Regions from separate parts of the Mus musculus genome. Here all the other regions are linked to region 1. A link is a contact called in public HiChIP or PLAC-seq and promoter capture Hi-C data. All regions are on one chromosome and are shown on one strand. Each heading gives the region's core, a stretch centred on a gene start, on an enhancer-like site or on the middle of the called end of the contact. The rest is flanking DNA. Distances are from core to core; before and after follow the strand shown.

What was found. Promoter capture Hi-C pulls out the DNA fragments that hold promoters and counts their contacts. HiChIP or PLAC-seq counts read pairs in DNA pulled down with a chosen protein or histone mark.
Region 2: a contact with region 1 is called in a promoter capture Hi-C map of pre-B cells, with 7 times the contacts expected there. The contact joins the promoter of Atp5o here to the promoter of Paxbp1 in region 1. A contact is called at or near these places in 4 of 39 promoter capture datasets (the C10 cell line, hippocampal neurons, neutrophils and 1 more), 2 of 115 datasets of contacts at active chromatin or transcription factors (memory CD8 T cells and pro-B cells) and 2 of 9 other capture datasets (adipose tissue and liver).
Region 3: a contact with region 1 is called in an H3K27ac HiChIP or PLAC-seq map of epiblast stem cells. The contact joins the enhancer-like site here to the promoter of Paxbp1 in region 1. A contact is called at or near these places in 1 of 39 promoter capture datasets (cranial neural crest), 1 of 484 Hi-C or Micro-C datasets (embryonic stem cells) and 12 of 115 datasets of contacts at active chromatin or transcription factors (the 230-238 cell line, T-cell acute lymphoblastic leukemia, embryonic forebrain and 4 more).
Region 4: an H3K4me3 HiChIP or PLAC-seq map of craniofacial prominence shows a contact between it and region 1, with 4 times the contacts expected there. The contact joins the enhancer-like site here to the promoter of Paxbp1 in region 1. A contact is called at or near these places in 8 of 115 datasets of contacts at active chromatin or transcription factors (T-cell acute lymphoblastic leukemia, craniofacial prominence, embryonic stem cells and 3 more) and 1 of 9 other capture datasets (embryonic stem cells).
Region 5: a contact with region 1 is called in a promoter capture Hi-C map of embryonic stem cells, with 4 times the contacts expected there. The contact joins the enhancer-like site here to the promoter of Paxbp1 in region 1. A contact is called at or near these places in 2 of 39 promoter capture datasets (cranial neural crest and embryonic stem cells) and 7 of 115 datasets of contacts at active chromatin or transcription factors (T-cell acute lymphoblastic leukemia, differentiating embryonic stem cells, embryonic limb bud and 2 more).
Region 6: a contact with region 1 is called in an H3K27ac HiChIP or PLAC-seq map of microglia, with 6 times the contacts expected there. The contact joins the enhancer-like site here to the promoter of Paxbp1 in region 1. A contact is called at or near these places in 1 of 39 promoter capture datasets (embryonic stem cells), 7 of 115 datasets of contacts at active chromatin or transcription factors (bone marrow-derived macrophages, embryonic forebrain, extraembryonic endoderm stem cells and 4 more) and 2 of 9 other capture datasets (macrophages and pancreatic islet).

The regions. Positions count from the first base shown.
Region 1 is chr16:91,042,855-91,045,929 of GRCm38.p6, reverse strand. It overlaps Paxbp1 (PAX3 and PAX7 binding protein 1), which reads left to right and starts at 1,551. Exons shown (of 18, transcript NM_026110.2): 1 at 1,551-1,924. The coding sequence starts at 1,576.
Region 2 is chr16:91,930,114-91,933,188 of GRCm38.p6, reverse strand. It overlaps Atp5o (ATP synthase, H+ transporting, mitochondrial F1 complex, O subunit), which reads left to right and starts at 1,559. Exons shown (of 7, transcript NM_138597.2): 1 at 1,559-1,669; 2 at 2,785-2,835. The coding sequence starts at 1,634.
Region 3 is chr16:90,308,515-90,311,589 of GRCm38.p6, reverse strand. No RefSeq gene overlaps it. Among named protein-coding and RNA genes, the nearest start is that of Scaf4, 26 kb to the right of the region's middle. Within about 2 kb of position 1,534, at least 16 of the 459 cell types and tissues checked have an H3K27ac peak or open chromatin away from gene starts, as enhancers often do. A contact at or near this core is called in embryonic stem cells and epiblast stem cells, where this site is marked.
Region 4 is chr16:90,348,385-90,351,459 of GRCm38.p6, reverse strand. No RefSeq gene overlaps it. Among named protein-coding and RNA genes, the nearest start is that of Hunk, 36 kb to the left of the region's middle. Within about 2 kb of position 1,514, at least 76 of the 459 cell types and tissues checked have an H3K27ac peak or open chromatin away from gene starts, as enhancers often do. A contact at or near this core is called in craniofacial prominence, where this site is marked.
Region 5 is chr16:90,404,320-90,407,394 of GRCm38.p6, reverse strand. All of the region lies in intron 1 of Hunk (hormonally upregulated Neu-associated kinase), which reads right to left. Among named protein-coding and RNA genes, the nearest start is that of Hunk, 19 kb to the right of the region's middle. Within about 2 kb of position 1,579, at least 33 of the 459 cell types and tissues checked have an H3K27ac peak or open chromatin away from gene starts, as enhancers often do. A contact at or near this core is called in embryonic stem cells and extraembryonic endoderm stem cells, where this site is marked.
Region 6 is chr16:91,560,552-91,563,626 of GRCm38.p6, reverse strand. Ifngr2 (interferon gamma receptor 2) reads right to left here. Exons shown (of 7, transcript NM_008338.4): 5 at 2,923-3,075; 6 at 1,850-2,007; 7 at 1-756. The coding sequence ends at 622. Among named protein-coding and RNA genes, the nearest start is that of Ifngr2, 15 kb to the right of the region's middle. Within about 2 kb of position 1,611, at least 41 of the 459 cell types and tissues checked have an H3K27ac peak or open chromatin away from gene starts, as enhancers often do. A contact at or near this core is called in bone marrow-derived macrophages, embryonic stem cells and microglia, where this site is marked.

The DNA.
Region 1 (3,075 bases), core at 302-2,801:
CTGCAGTTAGTCATAGTTGTAAGCTGCCATACTAGGTGCTGAAAACCAAATCTAGGTCCTCTGCAGGAGCGGCAAAGTGCTCCTAACTGCTGTGCTGTCCAGCACCTTTTTACAGATGATGTGTAAACACCATGCTTTTAGCCTGCATTCAGGACACGTCCTGCTGGGCACTACAGGCATGCTGAGACCAGAAGGGGGCGCCAGATTCCCAGGAACTGGAGTTTTGAGGAGCCCTGAGGGTGTGGGTACTGGGACTGCAGCCAGGGTCCTCTGGTTCGAAACTGCAATATTCACCTCTCCAATCCCGTTCTTTTGGCGGGTTTTGAAACATGTAAATAATTTCACAAACACTTCTACCCACGCATCCTGATATGCTCGAGAGAAAGAAAAGATTCAACTTTGGTTATGAACTGGGTAACCTGTGTGTTAGCTCAACCTCATGCAATCTTTTTGTTTGTTTGTTTGTTTGTTTCTCGAGACAGGGTTTCTCTGTATAGCTCTGGCTATCCTGGAACTCACTTTGTAGACCAGGCTGGCCTCGAACTCCCGAAATCCGCCTGCCTCTGCCTCCCGAGTGCTGGGATTAAAGGTGCGCGCCACCACCGCCCGGCTCATGCAATCTCTTTAAGGCCGCCAAGGTTCAGATTTGCCCTCTGTGATATAGTCTGAAAATAAGACAAATCTTCCTTCCGCTTGTTTCAGAAATTCACTATGCTTCGTAAAATAGTTAAAATAGTTGCTACCTAACTTGGCTTTCTTACCAAGCCACCCGAAAACACCTCGCTCTCCTGGGAATGGCTGCGGCAGCAGGGAGATGTATCATCTCTGGTTCTGTCTTCCCCAGACAGTGAGGGTTTCCCTACATAGCCTTGGCCATTCTGGAGTTCCTTATGTACATCAGGCCGGCACCGAACTCAGAGATCGCCTTGCCTCCACCTCCCCAGTGCTGCTGGGATTTAACGTGTGTGCTCCCACGCCTTTGAGAGTGTTTGCGTTGATAAAGCTGTAGAGATGGCAAGTATTAATGGAGTTTCTGATCTGTAGACGATATCTGCTAGCATCGCCTCGCGTTATTAAGAGGCATATTAACCATGGAGATGCACTTTCCCTTCCCAAGCTCAAGTCAACTGACTCGTCCCTCCGCTTCTCCCCGGCCTCCCGCCTCTGTTTACCCTGCAGGCACTGAGTGGGAGGGAGGCTGCCACACGTAACGGCTCCGTATAAGCGCGGAAGACGCATTGCAGCAACACGCTCCGAGACGACAGACTACACTCGCTCCTCTCATCTCGATGATCCTCTTTGTGACCTTTGGAACAACACTGGAGTCGGAGGGTACCATGCCAACAGTCCCCCGCGCCGCTAGAGGGCAGTGCAAAGAGACTCCGCCCAAGTAGTGGGGCGCGAGGAGAGCCCAGGCGCATGCGCAATCGAGGCGGCGCGATAGCTAGCCAGAGCCGCGACGACCCGGCTGGTGGGGGGGAACTCTTGCGACTGCGCGTGCGTGGCGGTGGTCTCCGCGCTCCCTCGTCCTCTCAGTCAGCGAGCGGCTGTGAGAGCGCGGTGACGGCGGCTGGGATGTTCCGAAAGGCCCGGCGGGTGAACGTGCGCAAGCGGAACGACTCGGAGGAGGAGGAGCGGGAGCGCGATGAGGAGCAGGAGCCGCCACCGTTGCTGCCCCCGCCGGCCTCGGGAGAAGAGCCCGGCCCTGGCGGCGGCGACCGGGCCCCCGCGGGGGAGTCGCTCCTGGGCCCGGGGCCGCTGCCGCCGCCGCCCTCCGCGCACCACCCGGGCCTCGGCGCTGAGGCCGGGGGCGGCATCTCCGGCGGCGCGGAGCCCGGCAATGGGCTGAAGCCGCGCAAGAGGCCTCGCGAGAACAAAGAGGTGCCCAGGGCCAGCCTGCTCAGCTTCCAAGACGAGGAGGAAGGTAAGCCCCGGCCCGGCCCACGCGGACCCCAAGCCCGTGCTCGCCCGGGCGCCGCGCCCCTTTCCCCACCTCCGGCCTCCGGATCTGCCTGGGGTTGTGTTCCCGCGCTGCCACCAGCCAAGTCTACGGCCTGTGCAGTCCCTCCTCCGGCTGTCAGAGCCCTGATCAGCCATCCTGAGTGGAGGAGAAGGCTCGATGCTCCGTGGACCCGTTTCCTACCTTGCGAGTTGCAGGCAGCCTGAGTCTCTTGGTTAACTGCCTGCTCTTAGTCGTCTGCAGGCCTCTGTACCTGCGGCTTGTTGGCGTCTCGGTTTAGGCCTCCTTGATTAAGAAGGCCGGATTGTTAAAGAGGAGGACCGAAACCAGGGCTGGGAACAATTCTGGGGCTGCAGCCCTGGCTCCCGGTGACCTTGATCCAATCGCTCCCTTGCTGTTGTCCAGTCTCGGTTTCTCTGTAGAAGTAAATGGGAGGAGCAGATGTCCGCTGTGGCATTGGCTCTTGAAGCAGAAGAGGGACCAGGCTGCAGGGGATTTCGATTTTACTTGTACCTCAACATCATGTTAGGAAAAATTGGATGATTTTCGAAGGTCTTGCGTCATGCTTTCGTGATTCTAGAAAGATGGGTGAATTATCTTTGACCTCTCTGGAATTTTGTTTGAAGGAGATACAGACCAGGTTTTGCATTGTTTGAAATGTCTTGTTCTTGACTTGGATTTTCAAATTAAAGATGAGGGCTAAGTCACTCGAAACTTAGTTTTGCAAAATGATTTACTCTAGGCATAATTTTGAAATAACTGTTATTGTGACCAGAGTTATTCAGACTTGGCAGAATAACTTTGGGGTGTATTGTTTTAGGTTTCTTGACTTAATGTTTTAAGGAAGCATTCTAAATACTTTTTTATCCTGAGATGGGTGAAATATGCCAAAATTTAACAATTTTGAAGTTCCTTGGGTTACTCACTAAAATTTTCATTTAGTTTCTGGAATTGATACTATTTTTTGTTTGTTTTAATTATGTTTTGTTGAAACAGAGCCTCTATACTATAGCCCTGGCTGATCTGGAACTCACTCTGTAGTCTAGGCTGAACTCAAATTCAGAGAGCTGCCTGCCTTTGGCTGCCCAGCTCTGGGATCCCAGGCATTTGCTGCC
Region 2 (3,075 bases), core at 310-2,809, 890 kb before region 1:
CTTGCCTACAGGCCAACTGGGAGAGGCAGTTTCTCAGCTGAGGTTTCTGTCTAACTCTCAGAGGTATCTCTAGTATGTGTCAAGTTGAAAAACTAACCAGTACAGCCTGTGAAGGCAAACAGGTTGATTTTTTTTTTGATACCTTGTTGAGACTTGGGATATAAAACAGCTGTCTACACATGAGCAGTTCCATAAGATGTGATCAGTGCTGAATACGCTTTTCATTAGGCTTACGTAAAAGCATTTTGCAGCAGTGGAGTGAAGTATCCACACACAGCTAGTGAGAGTGTAAGCCGAAGAGAAGCAGCTCTGCCTCATGTGCCCATGTGCTCATGCTCACTTGTCAAGCTGCTCGATCAACTTTTAAATTCTACTTTTGAAATTATGAAAAAGTATATCTAAAGATACTCAGATGTGTATTAAAGTAATATATTAAAGTAATATAAACCACGTGAGTTATGTTGAAAAGTCATAGAATGGTTAAGTTATAGAATCAAAGTAGGTTATTCTGCAGCTATGGACATGTTTATTAAAGTGCCATAATTTAGAAATTTGCTTATACAAAATGTATTTCTGAGGTTGGAGAGACAGCTCAGCGGTTGGGCACTGGCTGCTCCTGCAGAGGACCTGTGCTCAGTTTCAGTACCCCCTGGCACCTCACAACTGCCTCTAACTCCAGCTCCAAGAGACTAGATGTCCTTTTCTGGACTCTAAGGCAACAGGCACACATGGTACACGTGAATATATGCAGGAAAACACTCAAACACATAAAACAATTTCTAAAAGAATGTATTTGCAACCCATATAATTCTGTATCCATCTTCCCTCATATTAAAAAGTAAATTATATATAGATAAATTATATATAGATTTTGAGTCTGTGGGTATAAAAAGCACAAACACGGGCTGGCAAGATGACTCAGCAGTTAAGAGCACTAACTGCTCTTCCGAAGGTCCTGAGTTCAAATCCCAGCAACCACATGGTGGCTCACAACCACCGATAATGAGATCTGACGCCCTCTTCTGGTGTATCTGAAGACAGCTACGGTGTACTTATGTATAATATAATAATAAATCTTTGGGCTGGAGCGAGCAGAGATCCAAAAACAAAAATTAAATCCCCAACAACCACATGAAGGCTCACAACCATCTGTACAGCTACAGTATACTCATATACATGAAGTAAATAAAGAAATCTAAAAAAAGAAAAAAAGAAAAAGCACAAACACACCTGTCAACTGTCCTATGTAATCAAAATATGGCCAGAAGAGCCAAGAAGTGCGCCCGGGTAGGTTCACTTTTGGTTTTTGTTTTAAGTAAAGCCTGAAGCATTGCCACAGAAGCACACTTGGCAGGTTCAAGACGAGTCAACGATGTTGACGATGCATGTGCAAAGAGTTTAAATCTAAACCTAATTTCAGACTTAATTTTCTGGTTCCGGTTCACGAGTCCAGCCGGACCGCGGCAGGTACGGACTACAACTCCCAGCATGCAAGAGGTTCTTACCCACACTCCCGGGCTCCTGACGCGTACATTTCCCAGAAAGCCGAGCGATCACGCTGGCGCGCGCGCGTGCGCTCTGGCGCCAGTAGTCTCTTTTCATTTGGGTTTGACCTACAGCCGCCCGGGAAAAGATGGCCGCGCCTGCAGCGTCCGGACTGTCTCGACAGGTAGAAGCTGGCGGGAGGCTCCCTCCCAGGGTTGCGGGTCCCCGGCTCCCATCGCCGCGTGTGAGGCCGTGGCTGAGGGGTCAGGCAGCCCGCCCAGGGTCGTGGGGCCCGGCGACTGCAGGCAGCGTGGGGCGGATCCGCGTTTCGTCCCCGTGGGGAGTGGGCACGGATTTCTCTGTCTTGACCTTGACATCCAGGACTCACTGCATAGCGGAGCAGCTGGCAAGGGCATGGGAGAGAGCACTGGGGAGAGTACATGCCTGTCCTTGCTGGTAAACCTAAGGGCTGCCTGCTGCTTAGGATTTTGAGTGTTGGAAAAGCGCATCCCCTGTGTTTATAAAGAAGGGGGGAAGGGCTAAACGTCTCCCCTTTGGCTGGCAGCTGGTGAGTGATGGCGAGCTTGCAACAGGCCAAGTCCAGCAGAACCTGGAATTGGGTGGAAAAAAATACGTGCCTGGGTCATCTGCCATGATAATTTTGTATCGACAGCCGTCATGGTTTTCATCTGCACCATACAGAATTATTACTAAGGCGTTAGAAAGTTTTTTAACCCTCATAGCCAGTTCCAATCGAGTACATTCTAGTCTAGAGAGAGTAGTATATGACTGTGACCTGTGCCCTCGCAAAACGCTTTTTAAACTGGATTCCAGGCTGCTCCAGTGACAGACACAGTGCCTGAAGCCTGGTGCTGTATCAAGAGATCTTTGGTCTTAGATAGCATTTCAGTTCCTAAGCAAGTAGGTTTCCTTGAATTAAGACTGGACTCATTTCATGTTCATTAAAGTTTTTCTCAAAGGTGATGTAATATAAATCCTCCGCTTTCATAAAGCATTCTTCCCAAATGTGATAAAGCTCTTAATTATTTTGAAAAATTCCACTTTGGGAAGTTAGCAGCTTTTCTCTCTCAGCTATCCAGGGAGGAAGGTGTTGGGAAGGCAGTTTCTGGAGGGATTTGGGGTGATTCTCAATAGGGAGTGTATAACAAAGAGCAGCTCCCACTCATATAACCTGTGTGATGATAGAAAGGAATTGCGCAAGTATTTGATTAGATTATTTTAACACATTGCTAAGCTAATGCAGAAACCCTGTCTGATCTGTTTTCTTTTGTTCTAAAGGTTCGGAGCTTCAGTACATCTGTGGTCAGGCCCTTTGCCAAGCTTGTAAGGGTATGTCAGCTTACTTATTTGTGTGTGTGTGTTTGGAAAACAATGAAAGAGTGAGTTGAACAGAAATACGTTGAAGTGTGTAATTAATAACCTTGGTCTGCAAGGGTGGCAGTTCCCAGATGAGTGCCTGGGTGCAGGGGATGCTGTTGGGCGCCTGTCACACAGGGTGGGCTCAACCCTAGACTTTAATGTTCTAAAAATAACTTGTTTGGGCCCAGCAAGAGCTCAGCAGGTAAGGGC
Region 3 (3,075 bases), core at 285-2,784, 730 kb after region 1:
TTCTCAAATAACATTTTACAGTAAACTACTCAATGTGTTGACTCTGCCTAAGCTCAACTGTGCAATCTTTCTTCTTTTTTTTTTTTTTGTTTTTTTCGAGACAGGGTTTCTCTGTGTAGCCCTGGCTGTCCTGGAACTCACTTTGTAGACCAGGCTGGCCTTGAACTCAGAAATCCTCCTGCCTCTTCCTCCCGAGTGCTGGGATTAAAGGCGTGCGCCACCACCGCCCGGCCTTCTTTTTTTTTTTTAATTATTTATTTATTTTATGTACACAAGTAAACTGTAGCTATCTTCACACACACCAGAAGGGGGCATCAGATCCCATTATGGATGGTTGTGAGCCACCATGTGGTTCCTGGGAATTGAACTCAGGACCTCCAGAAAAGCAGTCAGTGCTCTTTAACTGCTGAGCCACCTCTCCAGCCTGCCTTTCTTCTTTTTAAAAGATATGAGATAAAACTTCATAAAAGAATGTACCATTAAATTAAGGGATACTCTCCAAAAACATATTTCCCTGAAATAGAAAAACCTTAGAAATAAATTCACTTATGTATAAAATCGTAAGGCCTCTGTGTGAGAACCACTTAACATCTGGCTTCCTGTGTGGTCACTAGGATGGGCCTGGGAGTGAGCGGATGAACAGAAATAAACCCAACCTCACCCAGCCCTTTCCCCTCTGGTATGTCGAGGGACACTGGCAAAGAGACAGCAATTCAGTGTGTACCCAGTGGACATAAGCTGGATCCCAAACGCGGTTAGAAAGGAGGAGCCAAGCCACGGAGTAAACACTGAGAGTCTTGAAGGTGCTGCAGGGCTCTGCGGTTTCAGACTTACTATTGGTTGACTATAGGTCAACCTGAATACTCCCAATAAACGCTGGAAAGCCTAAATGACCCCAGTTTTAAATGTTAGTGCGCTGTGGTTTTCTGAATGGAAGACTTGGCTCTAAGTCGTATCCTTCCTGGTCACTGTCAGGGTTAACACGGCTTATGTTCCTGAGGTGTCTGCCTAGTTGCTCACCTGTCAACCTTCCCCTTTGCTCAGTCTTCCTCAGATGGTCCATGGCTAAAGGCTGTAGGATTACATCACTTGCATCACAAATGGAAGAAATGTACTTACTCCTAGTTCCCTTAACTCTTAGCAAGCCATTATCCTTGACTTGCCCGAGTGTATGCAATACCATCTCAGGAATGGAAATATTGCAGTAAATATTATTTGGGGGGTTTCTACCCCACCTTTAATCATCTAGTTCCCAAATAAAAGACCCAAACCTTTATGTTTATAATAAGCCTTAAAGTAGCAAAACTGGGCAGATATCAACCCCCTATGCTGTTTTGCCTACTTCTCTGTCAGTAATCCCAAGATATCACTTGCCATGTTCCATCTGAGCCACTCCTACTCCATCAGGCCAGTCTTGGGGGGGGGGGGGGCATGTATTCACAATCTACCTACCCCATGGTGCCTTGTTCTGTCTTCTTCCTCTCTCCCTCTTTGTCTCTGACTCAGACTCCAAGCTCTGGAACTGAAGCCCCGCCCACCTCTCTTCCACCTAGCTACAAGTTGTAGGCATCTTTATTCAAACACCAGTTTAAAAGAAGGAACGAGGTTTGCACAACAAAAGCTGCCATACTGGAGAATTCACTCCTCTTGAGGCAACTAGACCTTGGAATACAGAATTTAGCATTACAATACATAGCAACAGACCAGACCTCAGCAAAAAGAGAAGGAATATACTTTCTAAGAAAACAGCCATCTATAGACACAGTTAGTAGGTTAAACCGCTTAGAAAGACTACATTTTTGGTTCTCAGTTACCAGTGAAACTGGCTCTTCGTCTTCTCTACATGATGTTAATACAAGACAGCTCACCAGTGCACAGGGTTGAAATATTTAATGTAACAAGATAAATATGGTCATCTCCAAGTAAATTTGGAATTCCTTTGTTGTTATTTAAGAAATTACTCTTTGGGGCTGGAGAGATGGCTCAGCAGTTAAGAGCACTGGCTGCTCTACCAGAAGACCTGGGTTCAATTCCCAGCCCCCCATGGCAGCTCTCAACTGTCTTTAACTCCTGTTCTAGGGGAGCCGACCCCTCACAGACATACATGTAGTCAAATTACCAATGTACATAAGATAAAAATAAATAATTTTTTTTAAAAAAAGAAATTACTCTTCAAATACTTTTTTTAAAAAAAGTAGATGCAGATTTCAAAAATAAAGTTCTGGGTCCGAGTCTACACTCCATTTGGTTTTTATAATCTGTGAGGTCTTGCCTACAACCTGTGACTCAGAAAATGGCAGCAAGAAAGGACCCTGATATAGCTGTCTCTTGTGAGACTATGCCGGGGCCTAGCAAACATAGAAGTGGATGCTCACAGTCAGCTATTGGATAGATCACAGGGCCCCCAATGGAGGAGCTAGAGAAAGTACCCAAGGAGCTAAAGGGATCTGCAACCCTATAGGTGGAACAACATTATGAACTAACCAGTATCCTGGAGCTCTTGACTCTAGCTGCATATGTATCAAAAGTTGGCCTAGTCAGCCATCACTGGAAAGAGAGGCCCATTGGACATGCAAAGTTTATATGCCCCAGTACAGGGGAATGCCAGGGCCCAAAAGTGGCAGTCGGTGGGTAGAGGAGTGGGGGGGGGGGGGGGCGAGGGAAAAAAAAAAAAAAAAGAAAAGAAAATGGCAGCAAATCCTATATTTTTCAAGAAAGCAGCGTTGAGTGGAAGAAATCAGGTGCTTTGACGTTTAACACTTACTCTTTTTCTTGGTAAATGGAGAGAGAAGAGACAGCAGAGGGTATACCTGAGAGGTTAGGAATTCACAGAGTTCGGGGCTGGGCTGGCAGTGGGGCCCCCTAAAGACTCTGTAACTGGATGCTGAGTTAGTTGTGTGATCAGATCTGAGCTCCAAGGATGCCCCAAAAGGCACCTGAAGGATGAAGAAAAGCTGTCAAAGGACCTCTTACAACCCATGCACAGACACCGGGTCCCAGATAATGTCACTGCAATGACAAGGAAAGCAACAAACAATATTGAGAGGATGGGATGAGAAAAGAGGAAGGTTGTCT
Region 4 (3,075 bases), core at 265-2,764, 690 kb after region 1:
AACAATGGGTATAAAAATAAACGTTGAGGCCAGGGAAATACAATTTTAAATACAAAAACTAATCCATTTCTATGCGGCCGACTGGTATTTTCCAAGACTGTCAAGATCATTCAATAGGAAAAGAATGTTTTTAATAGACGGCAATCGGTGAACCAGTTTCACACGCAAGAAAGAGCCAAGTTCAGCCTTCACGTCACACCACAGAAATAGTAACTCAAAATGATCGGCGGCCTAAATCTATGGCCTTAGATTTGGCAACAGATTCTTCGATGTGACACAAAAAGCACAGACCTCAAAAGAAAGAACAGGTGAGCGTGGCTTGATCAAAGTCAGAATGTTTGTCCGTAAAAGAACCTTGTGAAAAAAGTAAAAGACAAGACCACCAACATAACAAAAGAAAATGCATCTGATGTGACTTTAATATCAAGGGCACATGATAGCCAGTAGGCCCCCAGACCTTAGCACAACTGACTCCATGATGGAAGTGCCATTCTGGCCGTAAACTCAGCACCACCTGCCAAAAGTAAAACAAAAATCTAATCTGTCAAAGCCGGGGAAAGTCCCTAAAAGTACTAACCTTGCTTTTTGGCTTCTGTACCTCTGCTTTCTGTTAACTGAAGTACGTCAACCCGGAATATGGTTTGTGGGCTTAAAAGTCCCTCTGAGAAAGGCTCAGGGCGACCCTGGGATCCCAAACGCCCAGTGTAGTTAGTCACTGGCGGCTCGTATCAACTTTCTGTCTGCTCAAACCCATGTCCAGGTAGCCTTCACTGGCAGATGCCCTGCAACAACACAAACACAAACAACAAAGAACTCAGATTTTTTCAAATGGGTGTGGCACGGAACAGACATCTGCCCAAAGGAGCTACACGAATAACCAAAGAGCCCACAGAAAGATTGCAATATTATTGTTATTCAGGCAGTAGATACGAAAACCATAATGCAATGTCACTTCACATGCAGTAAGATGGCCACAATTTATCTAAAGTGTAAACTAACAAGGGGAACACAGTGAAATGAATGTCATGAGCTGGGGGTGGGGGTGGGGCAATGATTCAGCATGACCCCTCCATGCAATGAGGAGGTTGCAGAAAATGCAGTATGCATGAAGCTGCTGACATAGCATGGCGTGCTGTCTCTGTTGCTTAATTTTTGTCAGCTTGACACAAACTATAGTCACCTGGGAAGAGAGACCTCACTTAAGAAAATGCCTCTAGGACTGGAGAGGTGCCTCAGAGGTTAAGAGCGCTGTCTGCTCTCTCAGAGGTCCTGAGTTCAATTCCCAGCAACCATAAGGTGGCTCACAACCATCTGTAATGGGATCTAATGCCCTCTTCTGGTGCGTCTCAAGACAGCTGCTGTGTATTCATGTGAAATAAATTAATAAATCTTAAAAAGAGAAAGAAAAAAGAAAGTGCCTCTGTCAGATTGGCCTATAGGCAAGTCTATGGGGGCATTTTCATGATTAATGATTGGTGTGGGAGGGCCCGGCCCACTGTGGGCGGTGCCGCCCCCAGAGCTGGTGGCTACCGCCATGGATTGTATAAGAAAGCAATCTGAGTAAGACATGGAGAGAAAGCCAGTAAGTGTAAAGGGCTGCAATCTACGTGCCGCCACTAGATGGTGCTAAACCTCATTGTGCGCAGCTGCGTGAGCACAGCCAGCCAAAGTCACCAGTCCATCTCCGAGGCTTTTGCCCAACCCCTGGGGGCTTTAACCTATCCCCAGGGTGCATGAGGATCATGGGTGTTGCTACCAGTCCTAGTTTAGACACGTCACCAAAAGTATTTAAGCCACACACTTTCTGAGCTTTCTTTGTCTACCTCAATATGATATAGAAGTAAAAGTTAACCGTGGAAGAATCTGGTGTGTCCTGTGTTTATTTCCCGCGGGACGGGGATAAGCTCGGGATACTTGGTGCTGAAACCCGGGAAAAAACGCCTTAACAACGCAGGCACCTAGAGGAGACCCTCCGACCAACCGGAGCAGATTTCAGAACCACGGTGGATTTTGGAATTCCGAGAGCATGCTGAATCCTTGTAAGTAACTCTGATCCTTCTTAATCCCTCCCCTTAACTGGAAGGTGGCACTAAAAGCCTTTTGTTCTCATGCTGGCTGTGTTAACCCTATTTCTCCTGGTTTGATCCTGCACTCACCAGAAGTGGCGCTGAAAGAAAAAGTTTTGAATGCTGTGAAGCACAGTCAGACGGACGTATATAAGCCGCAGTGCTCGTCTCATATTTAAGCCTCTCGTAGATAAGGGAGCAGTATGGGAAATTCACATTCTGTAACTACAGCTCTACACTCTGTTTTAAAACAGCGAGAGATAAAAGTTTCTACAAGAACCTTAGAAACGTTCATTAAGGAAATAGAACGTATATCACCTTGGTACGCGTGTTCAGGGTCGTTAACTCTTTCCTCTTGGGAGAAATTAAGGGAAGACTTAGCTAAGGAACAACAGAATGGGAAATTAAAGGCAGGGACCATGCCATTATGGAAACTGGTGAGATCGTGTCTGGAGGATGAGAGATGCCGTCCAGCAATAATAACAGGGCAGGCAATATTAGAAGAAGCACAGGACAGCATGGCAGAAACGGAATGGTGTGAAAGGTTAGGAGCTCCAAAAAAGGAAAATGTGCACAAAGTAAAAAGCCCTTCCAGAGACCTTGAGTCAGAGGAAGTGAAAAATTTGAGGATAAGTCCTCAGGGAGAGAAAAAGGAAAAGGAGAAAGTTCAGAAAAGGAAAAGCCTTTATCCGGTAAAGGAACTAGAGGCTTTAAAGCTTGATAGTTTAAAAGCAGATGAGCTTAGCTCCTCTGAGGAAGAGGAGTCGCATTATGAGGCAGCTCATTATAAAAAAGAAAGATACCATCCAGAGGAAAGGCGAGTGAAGAAATCAGAGAAAAAATTAAAAGTTACTGGAGACACAGAACAGGCCACCTCTGGGCCTTCTAGTCTCAATACACCTCCACCTTATGTGGAGAAATTTTATTCTGATTCTTTTCTTTCAAAGGAGGAAAAGAAAAAATTATATCAGGCATTTCCTGTCTTTGAAGCTGCAGATGGAGGGCGAGT
Region 5 (3,075 bases), core at 330-2,829, 640 kb after region 1:
ATGTTTGAGTTGGAAGGAGGGGGGAGGAAAAGAAAGAAGGAAGGAAGGGAGAGAAGGAGGGAGAGAGAGAGGGAAGGATGGAGGAAGGGAGAGGGGGAAGGAGGGAGGGAGGGAAGGAGGGAGGGAGGGAGGGAGAGAGGGAGGGAGGGAGGGAGGGAGGGAGGGAGGGAGGGAGGACAATGGCCCAGCAGAGAAGAGCACTGGCTGCTCTTATACAGGAAGGACCTGAGTTCGGTTCTTAGCACCCATACTAGAAAGCTCACACCCACTTGTAATGTCAGCCCCAGGGGATACGATGCTGCTTTCTGGCATCTGCAGACACAGGCATTCACATACACACATCCACAGAGAGACACACATGCATGCTCACAACTACAAAAGCAGAAAGGAGTTCACCACCATAGCTGTGTGTCTTGTTTTCGTCCAATTACAATTGGGACAGTTCCCCAGTGTTGACCACTCTGACACTTCAGTCTCTCTGCCAAATGGTTTTTCACTTAAAAAATAAATAAAATAAAATTATTTAACCATACTTAATTTTATACATAGCCATACATTCTATGTATTAAGTAATACTATAGCAAACTGATTTGATGTCATTTTAAACAGAACAAAAAGGGGAAAGAGTTCAGGCTACCTTATCGTAAATGACTTTTTGGTAGAGAAATATTAAAACAGCAGACTTCATCAGAAGGGTGCCTTTTCCAGGGGTGCAGACAGAGCGTCATGGTGCAGGGACGAGGGAACCAGTTCTTTTCTTTTTCCCACTTCTTTCTTCCCGTCCCTTCCCCTAGGCCTTGGATAACCTTCCTTTTTACAACAAAGAAGTCTTAGACATGTTCTCTTTCAAATTTGACATTTAATACTTCAAACTCCAAAATTAGCTTTAATTCAAGACGTGTTCGTGTCCCACAGGCAACAGGAAACAATATCCCGTCTCCATCCTGGGACAACTGGCGGCCACATGCAGCCAGAGAGGTACAAGAGCAAAATGGCCTTGTGGGAGGGGAGGATGAGGGCATTGTGGGATTGGAAACAGAACTCCAGGAAACTCCAGTACAAGATCCCATTCTCCTATCCAGGACCCTGCTGTCAGCGGAGGTCTCAAGAGCTCCAGGGGCTTCTAAGCAGGGGTCAGCTAAAGGCAGCACACACTGGAAATGTCCAGCTGCCTGTTGAGGAAAGTGGGAGCCATCAAATCAAAATCACATCCGACGACGCAGCCCCAACCCTAAAACTCTGGTCACTGGGGCAGAAGTCTCTATAAATTTCATTCTTAATTACTTGTTGGAAAGAAGTCTCTACCGTTAAAAGGGCCATAAAGGTGACTAAGAGGTGAGGCCAGGAAGGTTCAGTGATCATCCCTGGTGTGGTGTCATGAATCCTAGAAAGGTAAGGGACACCACCTACCCACACACACACAACACACCAGATGCCTAAAAAGAGCAGAAAGTAAGAACCAGGGGACAGAGAAGCCCCTTCCCCAGGCAGAGAATGGAGGCTGCCAAGAGGCTCATGGCACAGGCAGATACGAGGGGTGTGGAAGCTGAGGAATGCAGACATGTGTGTCCCTGCACGTCCAGAGGCATTCCTGCCCTGGGGGGGGGGGGGGGTAACTGCTGCAGAGGTGTCCCATGATCCTCTTCACCCCCTCGCCTCTATCCTCAGAGGTCAACTCCGTCGTCCAGATAAACCTAGTGGGCGGTCTCTGTCTTGCTAGCTCAAGGAATCTGACCTCTAAATACCTTTAAGTTTAAGAACAGGTCTGAGGATCTAAATGAAAAGCATAAATAACTGCCATGTGTTCTCCAACACAATGATGAATATGCTTTAAGCTAATTAAGTGCTCCCAAAAGCAATATGCTCACTCACACAATCACACTCACTCACTCACACACACACACACACACACACACTCATACACACACATTCTCTCGCTCTCTCTCACACACACACACAACACTCACACACACATACAATCTCTCTTTCACACACACACACACTCTAAGCTAAGCAACACACACTCCATTTACATATACATATGTGCATGGTTGTCACTGAATATTCATGAAGTAGATTTGACTGTGCTACAGATGGAGAAACGGAAGTTTAAAAGGGCTTCAATACCTTACCCAAAATCACAGAAGCAGAAAGTTGGGAGGCAGAAGCTGTGAACCCCCAAAGCCTGCAGCCCGCCAATATGCCACAGGTGAGAAAATATAGTCAAAGGTGCCTCCCTACCCCAGCAAAAAGGCTTCTTCAGGAAACAAGAAACTGGCAAGTCACGGACAATGTATAAAGCAAAGCCAACAACTCCTTCTCTCTCTATGTAAGCTTGAAAACAAGGGGGACACTAAAGAAAAGTATCGCCGGGCTGTGGTGGCGCACACCTTTGATCTCAGCACTTGGGAGGCAGAGGCAGGCGGATTTCTGAGTTCGAGGCCAGCCTGGTCTACAAAGTGAGTTTCAGGACAGCCAGGGCTATACAGAGAAACCCTGTCTCGGAAAACAAAAAAGAAAGGAAGGAAGGAAGGAAGGAAGGAAGGAAGGAAGGAAGGAAGGAAGGAAGGAAGGAAGGAAAGAAGGAAAGAAAGAAAGAAAGAAAGAAAGAAAGAAAGAAAGAAAGAAAGAGAGAGAGAGAGAGAGAGAGAGAGAGAGAGAGGAAGGAAGGGAGAGAGAGAGAGAGAGGTATCAACTGGTTGGCTAAAGAAAGCAAAGCAAAACCTCGATGGACCTTTGCCAAAAAGTCATCAATGAATCAGAAAGAAAGCCAAGTGACTAAGTAGAAGATAATAGCTACAACACAATAAAGATAAAGCTAATATCTTTAATATGGAAATAGCCAGTAACTGCCATATGGGAGAAACGTGGTAGAAACCATTAGCAATATACCAAGACACATATTCTAGAAGTCAACTTCATACAATGTTGCCATGAAGCAGAATCCTTCTGAATTGCAATTTGGTAATATATCAAAACCCTTCAAAGTATTGTTCCTAAGAAATGGCTCAGAGAGACAGTCCCAAGGACAGTCACAGCAGTGTTGTTTATACAGGGGAAATCTTGAAGCAATCC
Region 6 (3,075 bases), core at 362-2,861, 520 kb before region 1:
TGCCAGGAGTAAAGGTGTGCACCACCACCACCCGGCAGATAGACTTAAAAAAAAAAAAAGTTTAACATACAATCTTTTATCTCTAGATTAAAAAAAAAAAAAAAAGACTTAAATTACCAGGACATTATTTACAAGATTAATCACCTCTCTGTGAGTGAGGTGCTGGGGTGGGTGGGGCGTGTACGTGCTAGGCAAGCACCGAGCCCAGGGGTCTCACATTTAAGCCATCACATTGGACATGAAGGGGACACTAAGGGCCCCTCTTTGTGACAGGCAGGGTTGGCTGGGACAACTCATTTTCCAGAGTGAAGGCAAGGAAGGACCCAGTCTTCTGACAGCAGGGGCAGCTAACACTGGAGAAAGCACCACACACAGGTTTGCCGCCACGTTGCCAGTAATGAGCAGTTGTCTTTTTAGTGTTTAAGAGAAGCGCTTGGTTTGTTTTTGTTTTTGTTTTGTTTCTGAGATATCTTTCTGTGGAATCCTTTTAAATACTTGTAGCATCCAGAAAACTCATAAAGAACAAACACTACACCATCTTCCCCAGTCCTGGGGCCCTGGGGATCTCTCTCGGGTGCACTGATCGCTGCCCTCCTGGGCAAGCAGAGACCCTGGCCTGGTTCACGGTGTTTGGAGCACATCATCTCGCTCCTTTTCTGGAGAAGAAATAATTGACACGGAGTCCCAGGAGTCCTCCTTCGGTGAACCGTCCTTGTCCAAGACCTCTAAGATGAATTGGTCTGGGTCCTTTAGATACTAGAAAAGGATAGAAGGCCAGCCAGTTACAGACAGTCCGATACAATGTCCCTACTTGTAGTTGATGTAGTCATATTATAATCAGGTACAACTCCACTTTGTCCATCAATGAAGTGATACCACCACCAATCGTCATTGTTAACTGTTGTGACCCTAGGGGTCAAGCCCAGGCCTGGCACACGGTAAGGGCACACTGCTGCTAACTCATGCTCAGCCCTGATTTCCAGCACGTGCCTGCCTCTTCAGCCCTCATCTCTGTAATGGCGCAGGCCCAGGTGTAGCTCAGAGCAAGAGCGCTTGTCTAGAAAGTACAAGGGCCTGGGCTCCATCCTCTGTTCATCTGATGAAAGCTGGGAAGGGCAGAACTCAGGAAAAGTGGGAATCCCCACTGTGCCCAGCTGTGGCAGGATAAAGCAGGGAACGTCCCTAAACTCTAGCCCCTCCTTCCACCTGCACACAACCCTGGACGCATCTGGGTGGGGCTAGGATCCTCACAGTGAAGAGGGGTCTCACAGCCCTGAACTTTCTTTCCCTTTTGCTCTTGGCTATAAACCCCCCAGGATTCCAGGGCTCCATCCGCAGCTCTTAGAAGTGCTATCGGCCAATGGAAAGAGGAACAGAAGTCATGTGCGTGCCATGTGAAACCTCAGACACAGAAGCGGAAACCAATCTCTACTCTCAAGTAACGTCAGCAGCCTCTGGCAGTTCTTCACACTTTCCCAAGAAAGTACAGCAAAACCTTAGATTTCTGCCCCAGAGAAACAACTGTGGTGGCCCAGGCTCAGTTCCTCTGAGGGCTGTACCTGAGAGTCAGGACGAGCCCAGTGAAAGCTCAAGGGCCATCGGGAACTGTTACTCTTTGGCAGTGTCAACAAGGGAAACCTTTAACCCATCACCACGAGCCACGTGTTATATAGACTCTGACCTAACCCAACAGCCATTTTACTACTTAGTTATTCTGTGTGAACGTATGTGGGTGGGCATGTGCCCACGCACGGGGGCGGGGGGGGCAGAGGACGGCACGGGGTGTCCATTCTCGCCTACCACGAGGGGGCGGGGCCACAGCGGGTCACTCGCGCATCTGCGCACTGACCTCTTCGATTTGTTCCGGGATGTTTGGCGGAGCCTGAAACCAGTACTTCACTCGGCTTTGGTATTTGAGGAACAGGGTGAAGCAGGCGCCCGTCAGGCCGAGCAGCAATGCGAAGATGCCCAACGGAATCAGGATGACTTGCTGCAGCCTGGCGGAGGCTAAAGAAGATGACACAGAAGTGAGCAAGCCGCCAGCAGCAGTCCACGCCCCATCTCCCACTGCTGGGCCGTTTTCTCGTCCCAGGAAGACCCACAGGCCCTCTCTACCCCCTTGCCTCAATATGCGCTTAAACTAATAATTTTGACCTGAACATGTAAAACCTGAAAATTTCTATTCAAAAATCAAAAACTGCCCTGTCATAATACCACAAATGGAAAATTCCACATCCAAATTCACCTGATGGGCCCCGGTGCAATTGGAGCGGTGAGATGGTTCAGCAAATGAAGTTGCCTGCCTCTAAGACCGACAGGCCTGCATTTTGTCCTGAAGACCCATGTGTGACAGCAGAGGGCAGTGTGAACGTCCTCTATCCTGTCACAATACCACAGAGTGTCCTCTGACGGCCACTCAAGTGTACTCACATGACATGTATGCATGCACGCTCCCACACACACGCGTGCACACACACACACACACACACACACATGCACACAAACCCCCCACTTAAGTAAGCAAAAAATGCAATAAAAAATTCTATACCAGTGTACTAAAAATATTATATAAAGCCTCCTTCAGGCTATGCATGCAAGGTGTCTATGAAAACATAAGGGAATTTTATGGTCAGATTTAGGATTCATCCCTAAGACACCTCATTTTATATATATATGCAAACATTTTAAAATCTGAAACAAGACGACCACAAATCTGACATACTCCTGGTCCCAGGCGTTGTGGCTGCTGCTCAGCCTAGTCACACAGCCATTGCTGCTGAGACCTCAATATAATTCTCCTGTCGGGTAAGCACTTCCGGTCTCTTCTCCGACCACCAGCCACATGCCACAGCATGCCATCCTAACCACTTCAGGAGAAGCCTTTTTTGCAGCAGGTAATGGATACATGAAGGTATGTCCTACCATTTGCTGTTGTTTCGTGACAGGATACATTGCTCAAGAGCCCATGTGGTCGGATTTTTTTGTTTTTCAAAATCAGTTGTGCCTCAGTTTGTAAACAATATACTCTGTATGGCTTCAGATTGCCCAGCACAATGGAGTTGCTCTTGAAAGGGC